Linked DNA regions of Mus musculus: region 1 is linked to region 2. The links are chromatin contacts, called in public Hi-C maps. All regions are on one chromosome and are shown on one strand. The core of a region is the stretch at or near the end of the contact, and the rest is flanking DNA. Distances in the headings are between cores, read along the strand shown.

Region 1 (3,602 bases), core at 764-3,263, 37 kb before region 2:
CTTTAAAAAGAGGAATAGTGTGAGTGGAAGGATTCGAGGGGGAAGGGAGAGGGGGGAGAATCCGCTGATGGATGAAAATGCCCTAAGGAAAGCTGTCCCTTTGCATGTCAATTAAATAATAAAAAATTTTTTTTTAATTTGAGAGCATTGTAGTTGGAATGTTATTGGTAGTCAAAGTAACCATGAGCAACAAATACATTTTAATCACTTTTTCAGATTTCTCTATTGTAGATTTTTGGGATTTTAAGAAGATGGGAAATTGGGTAATGTGCGAAAAGGACACCGGGTCAGGAGTTGCAAGTTTAACTCCATCCTCACTTCTAGCATTGAATGCCTACTGTGCTATCTAGTGGGACTACAAAATGCTGTGTTTGATACTGTTTGAGACGTGGAGAGATTTAATTATTTGTAATAAAGGATTTGGTATGGTCTGTTAATTAAAAAAAAGATGGGAAATATATCTAAATGTATTGTTTGCTGTTGTTGTTGTTGCTGCTGCTGCTGCTGCTGCTGCTGCTTCCTTTTCAGACAAAGTCTCTCTACACATCGCTGGCTTTCCTGAAATCCACTGTGTAGACCAGAGATTTGGCTGTCTTTGCCTCTCAAACTCTGGGATTAAAGGTGTGACTGCCATGGCCAGCCTCCAAATGTATATCTTGAGAACAGTATCATTGCGGTTGATTTGGTTTGCTTTTCCTTATAACTTTTATATTGAAATTTCAAACTGCATAGGCAAGAAGGTGTGAGCTTTTGTATGTAATCAAGAGGTAGCCAAAGGTTATCAATGCTGTTGCTGATTCTCTTTTCCAATATTTATACACATGGGGGGAGAGAGACAGAAAGACAAAGAGACAGCTAGAGATGCAGAGACTGACAGAGAAAGAGAGAGCTACAGATCTAAGCTGTAAAATTCCCAACTAGAGACCAGTGAGATGGCTCACTAAGTAAATGGAAGTGTAAGGACCTGAGCTGGCATCCCCCAAACCTATATTTAAAAGTATCTGTACAGGCTCCCACCAGCAGCTAATGGTGGTGCAGAGACCCACAGCCAAACATTACGTGCAGAGAGAGCCCAAATTGCCCTCCATCAGGTCCTTCTCCTTGGAGCACCACACCAGGAGAAAGCGGCCCATGAACATCAACTAAGCAGGGCTCATAGGGGCTCACAGAGACTGAAGTGGCACTCCCAGAGCCTGCAGGGGTCCGCACCAGATCCTCTACATATATGTTGGGGTTGGTAGCTTGGTGCTCTTGTGGGCTTCTCTCTGACTCTTTTGCTGCTTGAAGCACTGGAAAAACCACAGGCACCATCTTATACAGGAAGTGGGACCCAGCTTGATTCTCTCAGGCAACTGCTAGTGACACTTTGGCTAGAACCTGAGGCTATGATCTCCTTGCGTCTGGTTTTCAAATAAAGGCCTAAGGAAGCTTGAAGGGAAGCGATGAGATGAAGAAGTGATCGAGCAGAATCCCTTGAGTGTCACTCCGTACCAGGGCACACATAGAAGGCAGCAAGAAATGCTTCTCTCTTCCCCCATCCCTTTCACCCCGGGTGGAAAACAGACAGTGATAAGCCTCAGCCTCGTATCTGTCCCAGCGGGGAACTGTTTGCCATTCGCCTTTACATTACACTGGGGGTGGGGGGACCTGTTTTCCCATTGTAAACTCCCAGACCTGAGCTAGACTTCAGATAGGAAATCCTTCAAGCTGCCAAAGTCACCTACTATGCACATGGAAGGATGTAAGAGACCAGATACAGGAGTGACAAAGATGTGCTGCTCAGATCCCACTTTGTAGAACAACGTCCACTCAGCTGTGGGACAACATGGAGTTTTCCATTCCTTTCGGGTCTGTCTCAGTTGCAAAGAAGTGCCTCAGCTGAGCTCATGGCCCACCTCGGGTGGTCAGAATCCAATGACTGAACAAAGACTTACCCAAGACAGTTCTGATGAACCGTCCTTGCTCCACAGCCTGTTTGCTAAGCCGGCCAAGCTTCTTCCTCTGCTGGATCCTGCGTCCTTTCGGTTCTCTGGTGTTGAGTTCCTAGATAGCAACTGCTGTCTCAGCACCTGCTTCCTGACAAGCCCACTTGTAGGCACAGATAAGGCCTGTTCAGCGACAGAATCAAGTATGCTGGGAACGGAAAAGGGCACGTGATTTCAGCTTGAATGGTCCCCAGGTGGCAGAAGGTTGATTTACTCTGGCCACTGACACGGAGAACAACATAGCATTGTTCAGTATCCTGAAATCCTGAAAGCGAGGGAAAACCTGATAGCAAAAGGGCAAGGCAGCAAGGGAGATCATGTCCTTGGAAAGAAGTAGCCATCAATGTCATGGACGACTTAAATGAATTACAATGCGCCACTGTACTAAAATAAGTCATAGCTTTTCAAAAGGAAGAGATAAAAGTGCGTTTACTACATGAGAGAATGTCCAAAATATGTTGTCTGAATTTTATAAAGAAAATTCGGGGCTGGATTTTATTTGACATGACCCCCTTTCATAAAGTTAGCACAATATAATGACATTTTAAATACATTTGAATTCTAATAATAGGAAATAATATATTTTCAACCTGGCTTATGTACTATTGAATACTGCAAGTCTCCCTAAATTCAAATACCACCGTGGAGCTTGAAAGCTTGACAGCCAAGTGAATCATATGCTAGGTTTCTGCTTTTGCCACATGGTGGCACCACTTTAGCTGATAGACAGGAATTCTGGCCTTCCTTTGTCAAGACTGATCTGGAATAGGGCAAATTTCTACTTATGTGGAGCCCTTGGGAATACAGTTCTCACATGAAACGCAGTTGTCATGAATACTGACAAGCAGACTCTCTGGCGGGGGGAGGGGGGGAGTACCAAAGCTAACTGTGATTATTTCTGGAGAATTCAGAGAAAGATGCCGATAAACTGTCTCATACTTATGATTTATAATTTTAATTTTCTGCTTTTATATTCAGTAAAAAAATGTACAAAACAAAATTACTTCTGATTACACACACACACACACACACACACACACACACACTGCCTTCTTTGAATTCTTGGTTAAAAACTCCAAGATGCTTCAAATGCCAGAGAGATGACAGTGATGACAGCGAGCACACACTAGGTGGAGTAAGGGCATGGCATCCTCTGGTCATGCATCTTGGAGTGCTCCAAACATTAAGGAGCCGAAGCCAGAAGACTGCATGTCACAGCACTCTGACTCTGACTCTAACCCTAACCAAGTCTCTACTGCATCCAAGGTGTTGGTTTGCTCCAGGCTTCCTGTGCTCAGCACCCTCAAGCTCAGCAGGCAACCAGAAAACAGACACCCTCATCCTTGTTCCTCTTGTGAAGCTGGACCTTCCATCAGTCTCAGGGTAGGCAAAAACTTGGGGACAAACAGGACTATTAGAATTGATGAGCAGCCCCACAGTAGAGCTCAGAAATTCCATGGCACACTGGCCTCAGATGGATGAGGATGCTCAAAGAGCTAACAACAGCTGCTGTTAGTTGTTTTACAACAACACACTAACAAAGCTAAGCATAAACTAATTAGGTAGTTTGATGAAGATTTAGAGGACTAAAGGTGTGGCTCAGTGGTCAAGCACCAT
Region 2 (3,566 bases), core at 696-3,195:
CCGCTCGCTCTTAGCTAAATAAATGTCTGTTAAATTGGGGGAGTTTGTGTTAACTTAGGGTTGAATGATCAGCAGAAGGGAAAAAATTAGAATTGTCAGCCAATGAAATACACTGAAGGAAGAATTATAGGGGATTATTTAAAAAGCATTGTAAGGAATTATTAAGTATGCTATAATTAAAGAACATGATGAGTAGGCCATGCCTAAAATGCCTGTGTCTCCTTGGGGTTATCTTGGGTCTAGGGGCTGGCTTTTCTGTTTAGAAGCTAAAAAAAAAAAAAAAAAAAAAACCCTGTATTTTGTCAACCTGCATTGAGGAGGGTGGATTTTTCTGAGAAATTAACTCCTACCCAGCAAACTCATAGGCAATAACTCTAGATAACTGTGCACCCACGTAACTAACTCCCTGGTGTGGCTAACTTGCTGGTGCTGTCATAGTGACAGAAGAGGGGGCCAGCCAGAGATGGAACACCGGATGCACAGATTTTTAACTTAGAGGGAAGAAGGGGTTTTTCGGGCAATCTGAACAGGGGCACTGCTCACATAGGCCCTTCCTGGGCATCTGTGCATGTTGTAAACATCTGTAACCACTATAGGAAACATTCTGCTTTGCCCAGGTTTTCAGCACTGTTTTGAACAAGTGTTTAACTGTGGCAAAGCACCTGCTGGTTAGGGGGAAGGAAAGATGCATCAACTAAAGAACTTTACATTGATAAGAAGAAGCAGAGTGAGAGTTTGCTTTGAGTGAGATGAAAAAGCTTTCTATGTTATATCTTGGGTATTCTAAGTATCTGGGCTAATATCCACTTATCAGTGAGTACATATCATGTGAGTTCTTTTGTGATTGGGTTACCTCACTTAGGATGATGCCCTCCAGGTCCATCCATTTGCCTAGGAATTTCATAAATTCAATTTGTGAAACTCATGAAACTCAAGAAGAACAAAGACCAAAGTGTGGACACTTTGCTCCTTCTTAGAATTGGGAACAAAACACCAATGGAAGGAGTTACAGAGACAAAGTTGGGAGCTGAGATGAAAGGACGGACCATCTAGAGACTGCCATATCTAGGGATCCACCCCATAGTCAGCTTCCAAACGCTGACACCATTGCATACACTAGCAAGATTTTGCTGAAAGGACCCAGATATGGCTGTCTCTTGTGAGACTAGGCCGGGGCCTGGCAAACACAGAAGTGGATGCTCATAGTCAGCTATTGGATGGATCACAGGCCCCCCAATGGAGGAGCTAGAGAAAGTACCCAAGGAGCTAAAGGGGTCTGCAACCCTGTAGGTGGAACAACAATATGAACTAACCAGTACCCCGGAGCTCTTGTCTCTAGCTGCATATGTATCAAAAGATGGCCTGGTCGGCCATCAGAGGAAAGAGAGGCCCATTGGTCATGCAACCTTTATATGCCTCTCAGTATAGGGGAACGCCAGGGCCAAGAAGTGGGAGTGGGGGGAGGGGAGTGGGGGTGAGGGTATGGGGAACTTTTGGGATAGCACTGGAAATGTAAATGAAGAAAATACCTAATTAAAAAAATACGAGTTAAAAACAAAAAAGAAAAAGCTTTCTATGGACTTGAGCAAGGGAGTGGCGGGATCTGACTTACAAAGAATCCTCTACTATGGGAAGGATAGACTTTAGACAGGCAAGGGTGGAAGCAGAGATATGACATACACATATCCTCTCACTCAATCCTCCTAATAGTCTGTGTTGAAGATATTATTTACTCCAGCCTGTAAGGAAAAAGCACAAGCTCAGAGATATGAAATAGGTTGCCTGTGAACACCGAGTCAATAAACAGTTAAATCAGGGAAAGAATTAGATATTTGGGACCCATGCTTTAACCCAGGTGTCCTCAGACTTTCTTGTACACCAGAGTGACATGATGAATTTGTTTGTGCTGCTAGAATCTTAGCCAAGCCTTGCTCTAAGATCTTGATTGAAAGCATGTGGCTCTGAGCCTAGTAATCAGCAAGCTACAAGCCCCACTGTCAGACTGCATGGTGCTGAGGGTGAAAATGACGGTTTGCAGGGATTCAGAGTTCTTTTTGTGTGACATCCTTGGGCAAGGAAGCTGCCTCCTTCCTCCTCACAGGACACTCAGACTAGACTTAAAAGAAGCGCTGGCCTTGATTCTCTCCTGCTCTTTGATCCTCTTCTGCTTGCTAAAGCTGCTTGGTGAGTTCAAAAGCCCTTCGCAGTGAGGTCAGATCAGGAGAAACTACACAGATGTCTTTCAGTGAGGCACCTATAGCAGCTGCCTTGCATCTCAAAGGAAGAACATGAGTTCTCCCCCAACATGAGACTCCCACATTTGGCAGGAGTAACAAAGCAGCTCTTCCCCGTGAGTACCTTCACAAAGAAAGCATTATCACTGAAGCAAGCTATCTGGGGGGTGAAGGAAAGGCAGCCCTCTGAGGTAGAGTGGACATGCCTAATTGCTTATTATAAGGTATTGGCTTCGCCAATTTTCCATTTTGTCATCCCGGCTGTGACGCATATACCAGTTCCGTATAAAACATGAATCTGGCCTTCTGCCATCCCAGGAGGACTCAAGGACAAGGAAAATTGATGCAGGAATGCTGACATTCGGGTCTGTGAGTAATACAGTGTGATGCAGGAGCCTTCCGTTTTCTTCCACAGCGACAGGCTAGGTTATTAGCTTGCAAGTAGGGTAAAATCAAATCCTAAACCAGACAGAAACAGCAGTCTTTTCAGACGCTGATGCTCTGCATATGGTTTTAGATACTGAACAGATAACAGCAGGGAACACAGCAGAAAAAAGTCTCTTTCTCATGAGGTACATGGTAACTGGAGTCAGGAAAGGGCCCAAATAAACAAGATGGCCAGAGGTAATGATGAGCATTGTGAAGGAAACCAGCAGGGGTAAATGTCCTCATCTGTAAAATGGGGTTGTGGTAAATGTCTATCTCATTGGCAGTCTCCAAGGAATATGGTCTTTTGTTATTATTTTTCCTTCTTTTTCTACCATGGAAACGAAGAGGGGAAAGTGGTTTCCTGGTGTTCTTTGTGAGGGCTGACATAGGACAGAGCAGCAAAAGAGAACAGAAGGGGCTCCCTGCAGCCCCTGTGAGGATGGGGTTCAGCAACAGCATCCCTCCCTAAGCAGACCTCGGGCAGCACGATGATTTCTGAGAAAAAACCTTGGAATGGGGAGTTGGAAATATAACAAGTGAAATAAAAATATAACAAATAAAAAAGTAACTTGAAATTGCAGCCAGTGTATGAATCTTTAGTGTAGCCCTTCTGCTGGTGGGGGAAGCTTCCACAGAAAATACATCTCTCCTGAATGGTTCTGGCCACACTGGCCCTAGGAACTCCTTTTTCCCTCTCCCCAGTTTGCTGCCCAGGACCTGCCTTGCTGAGGCCAGTCAGGCAGAGCAGACCTAATGTGTACCATCAACGCAGAACCACGGAGTCCTCACAAACCTCTGTCCTTTCCTCCCCCACTTATACCACCACTCCAGAGCTGCTCCTTCCTGCTGCAGTGCCAGCCTACCATCAGCAACAAAGCCCACCTCACCAAGCTTCACCATCAT

Evidence for each region. Hi-C and Micro-C count contacts between places; a contact is called where the count stands out from the background.
Region 1: a contact with region 2 is called in a Hi-C map of Sertoli cells, with 4 times the contacts expected there. The contact joins the promoter of 6030498E09Rik here to the enhancer-like site in region 2. A contact is called at or near these places in 1 of 484 Hi-C or Micro-C datasets (Sertoli cells), 1 of 115 datasets of contacts at active chromatin or transcription factors (embryonic stem cells) and 2 of 9 other capture datasets (adipose tissue and pancreatic islet).

The regions. Positions count from the first base shown.
Region 1 is chrX:38,771,191-38,774,792 of GRCm38.p6, reverse strand. It overlaps 6030498E09Rik (RIKEN cDNA 6030498E09 gene), which reads right to left and starts at 2,013. Exons shown (of 4, transcript NM_183126.2): 1 at 1,935-2,013.
Region 2 is chrX:38,734,085-38,737,650 of GRCm38.p6, reverse strand. No RefSeq gene overlaps it. Among named protein-coding and RNA genes, the nearest start is that of 6030498E09Rik, 37 kb to the left of the region's middle. Within about 2 kb of position 1,945, at least 33 of the 459 cell types and tissues checked have an H3K27ac peak or open chromatin away from gene starts, as enhancers often do. A contact at or near this core is called in Sertoli cells, where this site is marked.